Regions from separate parts of the Hordeum vulgare genome. Here regions 1 and 3 are each linked to region 2. Evidence: chromatin contacts called from public Hi-C data. All regions are on one chromosome and are shown on one strand. The core of a region is the stretch at or near the end of the contact, and the rest is flanking DNA. Distances in the headings are between cores, read along the strand shown. Region 1 holds the start of LOC123441089 (pre-mRNA-splicing factor cwf23-like). Region 2 holds the start of LOC123441113. Region 3 holds the start of LOC123441099 (ran-binding protein 1 homolog c-like).

The links. A called contact is a pair of places that touch in the nucleus more often than the background predicts.
Region 1: a Hi-C map of leaf shows a contact between it and region 2, with 4 times the contacts expected there. The contact joins the promoter of LOC123441089 here to the promoter of LOC123441113 in region 2. A contact is called at or near these places in 3 of 6 Hi-C or Micro-C datasets (all in leaf).
Region 3: a contact with region 2 is called in a Hi-C map of seedling, with 4 times the contacts expected there. The contact joins the promoter of LOC123441099 here to the promoter of LOC123441113 in region 2. A contact is called at or near these places in 3 of 6 Hi-C or Micro-C datasets (leaf and seedling) and 1 of 1 datasets of contacts at active chromatin or transcription factors (embryo).

What each region holds. Positions count from the first base shown.
Region 1 is chr1H:409,598,353-409,602,569 of MorexV3_pseudomolecules_assembly, forward strand. LOC123441089 (pre-mRNA-splicing factor cwf23-like) reads right to left here and starts at 2,233. Exons shown (of 4, transcript XM_045117615.1): 1 at 1,378-2,233; 2 at 525-746. The coding sequence starts at 1,857.
Region 2 is chr1H:409,901,130-409,904,860 of MorexV3_pseudomolecules_assembly, forward strand. LOC123441113 reads left to right here and starts at 2,296. Exons shown (of 16, transcript XM_045117637.1): 1 at 2,296-2,492.
Region 3 is chr1H:409,617,911-409,621,881 of MorexV3_pseudomolecules_assembly, forward strand. It overlaps LOC123441099 (ran-binding protein 1 homolog c-like), which reads left to right and starts at 2,325. Exons shown (of 4, transcript XM_045117622.1): 1 at 2,325-2,615; 2 at 2,701-2,852; 3 at 2,961-3,086. The coding sequence starts at 2,437.

The DNA of each region.
Region 1 (4,217 bases), core at 983-3,482, 300 kb before region 2:
TATAATCAATTCCGACATATAGTACAGCTTGGTAAAGATCCACGCGGTGGTACGATATGGAAATGGAACAAATGACATCAATATTGATTATTGAACCAAAAACAGAGATAGCAAGACACTATGCATGATAAAACATAGGCATGCGACTGCTTGTAAACTCCTGCTCCCTCCGTTCCATAATGCAGTGCGCCCATGCTTTTCGAGATTCAAATTTGACCATAAATTTAACCAACGTGGGCGATTGTGGCGGGAGCAAAAATCATACCATTGAATTCGTATTCGAAAGAAGTTTTCAATGGTATATTTTTTGTTCCCGCCGCAGTCGTCCACGTTGATTAAATTTATGGTCGAATTTAAATCTCAAAAAGCTCGGGCACACTACATTATGGAATGGAGGGAGTATCTTGTAGTGGATCTGAAATGAGCTCAATTTTATGTGCTAGTTCAAGATCTACAAGGACAAATCAATTGAGGTAGAAAAATTCTCAAGGACAAAAAAAAGTAAGTAGATAGATGAAACTTACTGCCGCCTCCTTGGAAGCCATGACAACAATTGCTGAACCCTTTCTCTTTGATTTACTAGTCTTGATCACAATATCTTCAACCATGCCGAATTGCTTAAAGATCTCATCCAGCTTTGCTGCAGTGTAGTAATCTGCACCCCCTTCCCAAGAAACCTTCAAGATCTTACCCTTGTCCGTTTTTGGTCCATTCTCTGGAGTTCCACCCTTCTTATCTCCATGTGGCTAAAAGGAAAATAACCAAGTTGTGGTCAGTACTAGTACCAACATAAAAGGTACAGATCAACAAATCTCTTGCATAACCTTAAGATTTTATACTTTGAAGATAAGTACTCTTGATGCATTTCTGGGGAATATTAGTCTGTTTGCAGGTACACTTAAAAAAAATCACCCACAGTATGAAAGTATATACTCTGTTTGAAGGTTATCCGCAATGGTACAGGCAGTTAGTTACATATTGTTCCACCTTCCTTTGCAAGGCTACAATTGCAAACCCTATCCCTCTTAAGTTGTACTCCCTCTGTAAACTAATATAAGATCGTTTAGATTACTAAAATAGTGTCCTAAATGCTCTTATATTAGTTTAGGCATCATTTTGGTCTTTATTTACATGCACCGTCTAAAGCTAACTTCGGGGCAAATGGTTACGAAACCATGAAGCAGAATACTAATTCAGAAGTACGCTAGCTGGATGAGAGAATACTAATTCAGAAGTACGCTAGCTGGATGAGATCTTTAAGCAATTCGGCACAGTTGAAGTACGCTAGCACGAGGCAGGCAGCAATTATAAGTGCAGCAAGAGCACATCGCTATCAATCCTACACGAAGAGACGAAGGAATTGGATAGAGACATTACCGGAGTCGAAGCAGAGCCAGAGACGCCGGACTTCTTGGCAGCGAAGAACTCATCGAGTTCGCGCTTGACGTCGGCAGCCTTCCGCTTGTCCTCTCGCCTGGCCAGCTCGGCGGGGTCGACGGCGGGGCCTCCTCCGGCGGCGAAGGCGCGCTCGCGCTCCTCTAGGTCGGACACGGCCTTCCGCCGCTTGACCCCGGTGGCAGCGGCGCGGGCGGCGGCCTCGCGGCGGCCACGGAGGCGGGCATCGAACTGACGGCGGAGGGACTCATCCCGGAGAAACTTGTACGAGCTGGCGAGGCTCTGGAAGTCGGCGGTGGCGTTGGGGTCGTCGGGGCGCTTGTCGGGGTGCCGGAGCCGCGACTGCGTCCGGTAGGCCTTCTCGATCTGCTCGACGCTCAGCGCCGCGCCCTCCTCGCCGGACGGCAGGCGGAGCACCTCGTAGTGGTCGACGTCGTCCCCCTCCTGCCCCATCGCCGCCATGGCGGAACCGACCGCGATTCGGCGAAAGAGGGAGCGCCCCTCAGATGCGGGGACGCGTGACTACGAGGCGCTGCTTCGTCGGCGAGCGGTGAAGAAGCCGCGAAGTGTCGACGGGGGCGGCGTCGGTGCCGGGTGGTGGGACGGGGGAGCAAGGATGCGAGGGCGTCGGCGGCGGAGACCCTGGGCGACTGGAGGCGGTGAGGCGGGGGGAACGGGAGGCGGTGCGTCAGGCTCAACCTCCTGACGCCTGAAATATGAAGACATCTGAAAGTGTTCAGACTTCAGACCCTACCTGCAAGTGTTCAAAAATTCAGAACGTTCCGAACAGAGGAAGATTAAGAACATGCGAGATGTGATATTTCAGCGTGGTGATGGACATCCACTGGTTTGGCCAAGCGTTTGATTTTTCGTCGCAGAGGAAAGAGATTTGATGTTTCAATTCCATGAGAACGGCCTCACATCATGCAAACCCTATCTTGAGGGTGACTGAACCTGCAATTCTGTTCATATTTTGGACGCTGGTTCTAAAGCATATTGGACAGAAATTTTGTTATGAATGTTGTAGTGTAAATTGGATATGAATCTTGTAGTTTTTGCTATGAATGTTACAAGTGCCATATGTTACTTTTTCTATGAGTATATAAGAATTTCAGGACGAAAGGTTCTATGTTCCACTCTTATCTTTCCTAATCCCATCTCATCTTTGTCTAATGGTGGACGTAAATCAGAGGGTCCTTTTTTACCAATGTACACATATGACATACTCGTTGGGTTTTGATGCTCGATGATGACACTTTACGCGCATCACACGGTACATGAGTCATTTTTCTTTTGTCTTAATTTTTGGTTTTTATCCACCAAATTTTATACGTGGGTTCTTGAATTTTGGCAATAAAATTAAATTTATGTGTTCATGAAAATTGATTATAAAATAGGAAATAATATATTTATCTAGGTTTTGAAAGAATAACTTGGACCTGGATGTCCTTTCCAATCCTTAGCTGATGACTTTTATCCTATCCAGTTATGTACACCCTACAAACCATCTGTGATTATTACATGATCGGTTAGGATGAGGAGTGTTTATGTGTTCAATGGAACGCTGTTTAGTCCGAGTTATCCTTTTGCAAAACTAGCTATATGAGCAAATCTGCACCACTGTAAAGGCTTGCCAGCTATGATGGATATAAACAAGACCAATTGCTTTCAGTATATGATTGACCTATGTCGTCAAGAAAACTAGTGGATGGAAATAAAAACTATTATCCACCGGGGGGAGGAAATTCCCCTTTCGTCTCTTGTACAAGTTTCCATTTATCTTATGTGTGTCTTAAAAATTCCTAAACAAACATGCAAACGAATCACTGGCGTGATGGGACGATGAGGACAATCATAAGAAAATGCACTAGATGGTGTAGGATCAAAAGTATGTCCAGAGGGGGATAATTAAACAACTTGACTGAATTAAAACTTAACATTTTCCCAATTTTAATAGTAGGCAGTTTTCAGCAATTGTATCAAGTCAAGCAACACCCTACACATGCAAGTCTAAGAGTTGAGCAATGGAAAATAGAGACATTGCATATGAAAGTGAAGGAGGGATCGAAGAAATCAAACACAATGAACACGGTGCTTTTGGTGTGTTTCTCATAGGTGATGCTATCATACGTCCACGTTGATGGAGACTTCAATCCACATAGGTAACGGTTGTGCGAGTCCACACAAGGCTCCACCCACGAAGGGTCCACAAAGAAGCAACCTTGTCTATGCCATCATGGCTTACGTCCACGAAGGACTAGCCTCACTCGGATAGATCTTCACGAAGTAGGTGATCTCCTTGCCCTTACAAACTTCTTGGTTCAATTTCACACGATTTGGAGGCTCTCAAGCGACACCTAACCAATCTAGAAGACACCACTCTTCAAAAGGTAATAGATGGTGTGTTGATGATGAACTCCTTGCTCTTATACTTCAAAAGATAGTCTCCTCGACACTCAATTACTTTCTCGCAAAAAAATGCCTTGGTAGAAGAGGATTATTGGGTGGAAAGCAACTTGAGGAGGCTATAAATCAAGGATCTATTGGTTGGAGTGGAATCCCTTAATCTCAACACACGAGTAGGTGGTTCTCTCTTGGGAAATGAGTTGTGAAAGTGAAGTTTCGTTCTGATGGCTCTCTTCAGAGTAAGTGGTGATCGAGGGGTGTATATAGCCTTCACCAAAAATCCAACTGTTACAATTTTAATGGCCAACTCGGTGACACCATAATATAATCTCGGTGGTACCGACTAGTGCAAAAGGCTGCAGCTTTTGGCTTTTCAGTAGGATCGACAAAAATAACTCGGTGGGACCGATTCGGTT
Region 2 (3,731 bases), core at 1,046-3,545:
TCTGAGAAAAAGTGTTGTTTTGCTATAGTTTACTACAGTATTGATGCTATTTTGCTGTTGTTCTGTTTTTTATTGGACAATTTTATGTTGTTTTTCCTGATGTTGGCCCGTAGGGCCGTGCTTCGGGCTTTACGGCATTGCCTCGGGCTGGGCCTGAGCCTGGAAAACATAGTAATTGGTCGGACCGGGCCAGGCTTAGGCCTCTCCTGCAGACGTCGGTCTTTTTTGGCCCGACACGAAGCCCGACCCGAGAAATGGCCAGATATAGTTAACATTGACACATGATCTCACATCACAATAACACCAACACCATGAAAAACACTTGTTGTATGCTTCATTGTTTTGTGAGATTGTTTATGATTATTTTTTACTTACCTTAGAATGTACAGAGAGCGAAGAGTAACTTGATCAAGATTGTGAGATTGAGAAATGTCAATACCAAGAAAGTGGAACATTTGAGCATAAAGTATGGTTTCATGCATTGTAGGTGTTTTCAACTAGGAATCCAGTGTATGAATTTTTACTTTATGTTTGACATAACACTTTAGAAGAAATTTAGGTCCATTGTATCCTGACCTTGTAACCATTGAGTAGTTACTTAATTAGATGCTACACCATGGATTGAGAAACACCAATTATTTCATTTAAAACTACAACCTCACGATTGACTACTTATTAACAACTTAATTAATGAAACATCTCGGCGGTGCTTTGCTATTGCCTCGAGGTCGATAGTTGTGTGGGCGATGACCCATGCTCAAAAGGGACTGTACAAGTTCAAGTCGAGTAGTTTTCATGTGTAACCGCGAGTCAATGTGAACTCTGACTTAGACCAAGTAAGTTGTGGGAATCCTCCTCGCATGACCAACAAATGTAGTTATTGCATGTAGGATGGAGTGGGTCTGCCATTGGGAGAGGGCTACTACTTCCTAAAAGTCTCATCTAGATCTACCTAGCTACTTCACAAGTGAAATTTAGTAGCAATAAGGTGTGACTGAAAATAACGGATAATGTACACAAACCTTTTTAGAGTGTATACAACCGATCATGATTAGCTGTGTCTCCGATGACAGATAACTTTGAGCAACTCATCGAAGAATTGTCAGCTTGATCTCAACACCCCTTCTTAATTAAGATTTGATTGATTGAAAAAAGAGAATAGGTCCATCAGGGGGATGAACCTCTGTGCCTAAGGTTACAACCAGGGATGGATCGGGAGTGCCTTTGATTAAGACCGGGGATGGACCGGGAGCGTCATAATGTTATTAGAGTAGACCACTATTACAAAGGTAGGACAAAATTATTTCGCGCAAAAGAAAAATCAGCCATACGAAACTGCATGTTTACTTTCCAACAAGCTAATCATGATGAAGCTTGCCAATTCAATGTATTGACTCTTGTGGCTGCAACACATCATGTTGTAGGTTTTTCGTATAAAAGGAAAGGTACAAAGTAGGATTACAAAGCTATACTCAACTCTTGCGTGTGAGTGGATGGACACAACAAGACCAGAACATTATCTCCGCTGCATGAACATATACTAAGCTAGTCCATAGTTAAGGAGGTGTGTATTGTAAAGTACTAGATCTGTGATGTAATAGTTTGACGTATGATATATTCTTAGCATTTCATCGTCGGCTGTGCATGTCAACTATTGATCCAGGGACTCACACAGAAAGCATAAATATTTGAAGCCCCTCTCAGGACCGAGTCGTGACATCAGATCCTTCAGCACATCCGTCCTACAGGGTCTTTGCCGAGTCCATGCATCGATGACGGGAGGGAAGAAGAGGCCATGGAAAGAGCAAAAATTTGCTAGAAAGCGGCGGGATGAAAGAGGAGAGTGGGTGATTTTGCCGTGAAAATAGTGCAACCAACTACAAAAGCGTGGGCTTCGCCTTAGTTTTTTATGAACACGGGTGTCATACTCCTATGTGGCTAGTGTTGGGTATTCCTACAAAGCTCTTCAGTTTGTTTGGTCTTTATGAAAAAAATTACGATCTAAATTGCTCGATGGACTGATAAGGGTTAGTGTTAAATGACTCATGGGGTCTGTCCAAATGAATAGAAGCAGTTTGAGAGTCGGCGTTGGAATGCGCGTAGCCTTCGGAAAAACACATCGTTTGCTCTTTACAGAGAGGATATGGCAACGAGGCCAACAACATCCCCACACATGACCGCCCCCTGGCACTGCCCAGCGGGCCCGGCCCCACATGTCATTGGCACAGCCACCGCCACCATTTTAGCTGACTCGTTTTCCCCTTTGTCCGTTCAGACCGACGGCGACCCCACCTCGCCCCCTTCCTTCCTCCGCCTTCACCGAAGCCGCCCTTTCTCCCCTCGAAGCTCTCTCCAACTCGAGCTCTTCTTCCTCCGAGCCTCGCCCCGCCCCGCCCTCCCCTCCCCCGACGCTCTGCTCCTCTCCGCTCGATTACCCCTCTTCGGCGGCGAGCTCCCCCGCCGGATTGAAGATCCGGATCCCTGCGCTCTCGGTAAGCCCTAATCCCACCGTTCACGCCCAATTTGATTCCGTCGAGCAATCGTCCAATTCCCGCGTGCGCGGGTGCTCGGGCGCAGCTGTCTGAGCTTGCGGGAGGGATTTCTTTGTGCGACGCGTCGTCTGACATGTGGGCCCTCCCCGGGGGTTGATCCGCCACAAAGGGTTTGGGCACGGGATCTGATGGTGGCTCTCGGCTGTGTAGAGAGGTTCACGAGATATGGTAGGTGCTGGATTTAACTGGAATTGGTGGGATCTCTGCTGAGATCCGGGCGGTGAGTGGCGGTGGTTTGTGCAGGCTGGATCAATAGAGGTGGGGCTAGAGTGCTCTAGTGGCAAGCTTCGTTTAGCTTTGAATTTGGTGAATTCTTGATTGTAGGCGCTAGCGCGAGACTTATCAGTTGGCTGCGGGGGTTGGCAGACGTGAATGTCCGAGTTTGCTGAACCTTTGAAAAACAATCGAGAGTAGTTCTCAGTGCTTCATTTCGAGCTTTGATAACTTCTACATTTCGGTCATTGATGGACGTTCCATGGAGCCATGTATCATGGGTTATTCGATTTGTTAGCCAGCTCCAAGAACTTTGAGTAAAAGGCGCTCTGTCGTCCTTTTCCTTGTAGATGGTGCATTTCTGTTGGTGATGCTGATTGTGATGTGGTCTTCGGTCTGTACTAGAGCTCATCTTTAGGAGCTGCTAGTATCTCTGTCGACCTTTGCTTTGTGCATTACATTGTCACTATGGCATGATTAAGCGGATTTAGTAAACTAACTAGAAGTCTAACGTGATGGAAAACAAACAATTTTTTGTGTCTCATAGTGTACCCCTAGACTTATGGATGGAGCAGAGCTGGTTGCATTTATTAATACTTTAATAGTATTGTTGCATTAGTGGGACGTGTCACATATAATTTGTCATTTTTTATTTCTTATTTTATATACGACTAGTGTGTCACACTGCAGTTGGCCTGTTTTGCGGATTATGTTTTATCGGGCAACATTAATAAGCTGAAAGCTTCTGTACACGGAAGAAAGTTTGTGTTTGTAAAAACCATGGAGTAAAACAAGATGTCACACGTTGGAATATTTATGTAAAAAATTAAGTGTTGGCACATTCCATTAAGGTAGTGTGTTTTCTTTGGTCAAAGCTATCTTTTTTGCTCCTTACTTTGGACCTGGAGCGTACCATGTTACTTGATGTGAAAGACTGGTTCCAAGATTTATTTATAACTCACGATC
Region 3 (3,971 bases), core at 1,075-3,574, 280 kb before region 2:
CTGTAGGGAGGAGGACCGCGGGCTCCGGAGCGATCTTGGGGAGGGAGACCGCGGGCTCGGCATCGCCTGCAGGTGGAGGAGTGAACGACAGCGTGCGCTGGTGCGAGGAGGGTGGGAGCCGCAACGGGTGCGGCGAGGGGATGGGGAGGGAGGTGGCGGTAGCGATCTGGAAGGGAAGGAGGCAACAAGGGGATGGGAGTGGGTGTGCTAGTTTTTTTTCTACTTTTCCTCACATGGATGAATGGATGGACGGACGGGGGACTGCTAGCAATGGACAGTAGGATTTGTGCCATGTCATCGATCCGTGGCATAAATGGTTCCACCAATTAGAATCCAGCTTATGTAATTGTGTTTTTCTTTTATATTTTTTATCCTCTTATTTCGGGTAAACACTCAACATATTAACCTCATGTGGTATGTTTAAATGACCCAATATTTATGGACTCATATTGGATTTAGATATTAGTCCGTATAGATATTGGATTTATGAAATATGGACCCATATTGTTGTCTCTAGGTGTATTTTTTGATTGCCTAAAAAGAGTTGTACAATATTTATTATTTCCTTCAAAAGAAAGCTATATTTTTTGGTTGAGTGTTGTGGGTGGAAACACTTTACATTTAATTATGATAGTATTTGGCATTACTGAAAAATTCACCCACATATTTTTTTATTGTCATGTTTAAGTTTTTATTGTGTAAAACACCAAGTTAAGGTACCCTATACCACCTTTCAAAAATATTTATCTAAATATGGTCTATACATTATGAGATTAGCATGGGCTCATATATTTTATTTTGGTAATTATATTGTATTTTATAAAATAATTCAGATATTAAAATGAATAATTATAATTTATTGGTATTTATCTAATATAATTTACTTCATTCATATAAGTATAAAACAAATTTTTGCTCCCTATACATGATACATAGGCAAAATGGATGAGGGGTCGTCGAGTCACCTCCACGCATATGTTTATGGTCTTATATTTGGTCATGATAGCATTGAAATATGATCATAAATAATTCTACACATCTTAATGACCATTTTGTGCAATAGGATCATGACCTAATGGACCCAAAAGGTCATAACGTTATGGGCTTTGGACCCTCTTAGACTTGCCATGACTAATTTCAGAATTTTGGTCATGGATAAATGACCAATTAAACCATCGTCATTTTTTGAGGTCATAATTGAGCGTTTTTCTTGTAGTATGGGCACAGGTAGAAAGTTGCGACGATGGAAAAAGTGTTTCGGAAGGCTTTCTAGGGTTTTTGAATAATTGGAAAGTTATAGGACAGAGAGGGGCACTAGAGGCCAAGGGAGGTGGCCCCAAGCCATAAGGACACACCCACCCTCCTGGGCGGGTCCTGTTGGTTGACGCCAACCCGTGGGGCCTCTGGCCTCCTTTCGAAGCTTCCAGATTCTTATTTTGTCCAGTAAAAATCGTCAACATGTTTCGGGGTATTTAAACTTTGTTTGGTACAGTATTTCTAAAAAACAAAAAACATGCAAAAAAAATCAACTCACACTTGGAAGTGGGTTAATAGGGTAGTGCTTAAAAATAATAACAAGTTAATGTCTAAAAAACATTCTAGAATGATAACATAATAACATGAAACAATTAAGAATTATAGATACATTGAAGACGTATCAGCCCACCAATGAGCGCCCATGTCTTGATGACGACAAGACGCACATCAACGCTCTGTGCCAATGGGAGTAGCAGAATGCAGCGGTGGAGGATATTGTGAGAGGATTCGACTTGGTCGAAGGCGTGTTCATGTGTGAAACAAGATGATATGTCAACTCGGTTCCGGAGGTGCTCATATGGTGTATATGTGTCTATGTATCGTATGTACCGCACTATTGATTTTGGGTTCAAAGTAAAAAAGTTGCAAAAGAAAAGTTCTATTTTTGAGTTTTGCAAATGAAAAGATTGTTGAAAGTACGTTGTTAAGAGCATGTACAATGGTTGATAAGATAGTTTTATCTTAAGTCTTGCATATAATTTAGAAATGATAAAAAATGTCTATAATGAGTCATCTCTTAGTCTTATCTTCAAATAACTAGCTATCCCTAAAATTATGATGATATATATTATGCTAAAATATCATCTTTAAGAAAAGACAATTTTTTTATGAGTTCTGATATAGCACTATTGTACCTGGCCTAATCGGTAGTGGCGTTGTTGAGACGCAGTTCAGACCGCGACCCTACGCCAGGCCCCTCGCCCATCACGCTTCCAGCGGGCCCCACTTCTGTGGCGGCGCCTCTCCCTCCGTGGTACACAAAAACCCTAGCACGCCCCCCTTTTACGGCCCCTCCTCTCGACCGACCTCCCACAACTTCCGTAGGCGTCTCACTTCGTCCCCCCTCTCGCCGCCGCGTCGACTCGGAAGTTGCAAGCGCGCCGCCGCCTAACCCTTCCGATGGCGGACAAGGAGCCCGTCGTGGAGCGCCCCGTCGCGGAGGAGGAAGGCGAGGACTCCGCGGCCGCCGCCGCCGCCGGCGAGGAGGAGGACACCGGTGCCCAAGTCGCCCCCATCGTGCGGCTCGAGGAGGTCGCCGTCACCACCGGTGAGGAGGACGAGGACTCTCTCCTCGACATGTAAGCTCCCCCGCGCCCCCTAGGTTTGCTCGTCTCGGCTCGATCTGGCGCTGATTTTTGGGGTTGTTCGTGTGGCGATGCGCAGGAAGGCGAAGCTATACAGGTTCGATAAGGACGGGAACCAGTGGAAGGAGAGGGGCACAGGCACCGTTAAGCTGCTCAAGCACAAGGAGAACGGCAAGGTCCGCCTTGTTATGCGCCAGGCCAAGACGCTTAAGATCTGCGCCAACCACTTAGGTTTGTAGTCAGATTTTGCCCCCTTATTTCCGATCGCTCTGTCGCTTCAAGTAGATTCATCGCAGGATCTCATCTCACGGTTATGGCCTCGATCCTTTCTGTGTGCAGTGATCTCGACCACGAAGATGCAGGAACATGCCGGCAGCGACAAATCCTGCGTCTGGCACGCGGCAGACTTTGCTGACGGAGAGCTCAAGGATGAGATGTTTGCCATTCGGTTTGGCACTGTAGAGAGTGAGTTCTCAACTCTATCCCCCACAGCTAATGTTGCAATTATGTCTTGCGTGGTCTACTTAGTTGGATAGCATGCTACATCACCCTGTTTGTAGTAATATTTTTTTTTTCTTTTGTATGCTTTGTGTGGCGCAAGTGTGTTTGACATGGCCTGGTTACATTCTATAGCTGAACGTTGTGTTATGTCTTGAGCATGTGAAGTTTTCTTATAGCAACATAGTGTTCATGAGGCTCAGATGTCAATGAAAAAAATACGACACATATTTAGGGTGTGTGTTGATACCCTTTATCAGAACGACGTATTACATCTTAAGCTTGTGATCTTGGAGTAATCTAGTATTTACAAGGGGTCGGATGATTTGCCCCACTTTACAAGGGGTCGGATGATTTGCCCCAGTGTTGTCTCAATGACCAGTGGCCCCGGCCCCACCCGGCAGCCTCTCAGGGGGTGGCAAATTATCAAATTGGGAAGTAAAGTGGGGCAAAAGATCCAATTTCTCAGTATTTATGATGCTCGATGGACCATAAAAAATATTATTCATAATTAGTGGTGGTATAAATAAGGGCAACGTTCCAAGAGACAAAGGCCATTCCTTGTCATAGTGAAGGTGACACAACCACAACCTATCATTGTTCTCATGTGACTCTTGATGTTTGTGAATTTATATCATTCAAGTTTCTTCTAAATTTACACCACAACATCCTAGCTATATCATAATCTCAACTTTCAGGTCCTGCTGTAGAATAATAGTGAACACAGGACTGCATGTTGGCCCTGTTCTTTTTGCCACTTGCTCTATGTTAGTGTTCACAGGGACAGAGGGAAACTCAGCAATTATCTGTTTTTGTTCCAATTGCAGAGTATTTATACATTTTATAGTATGC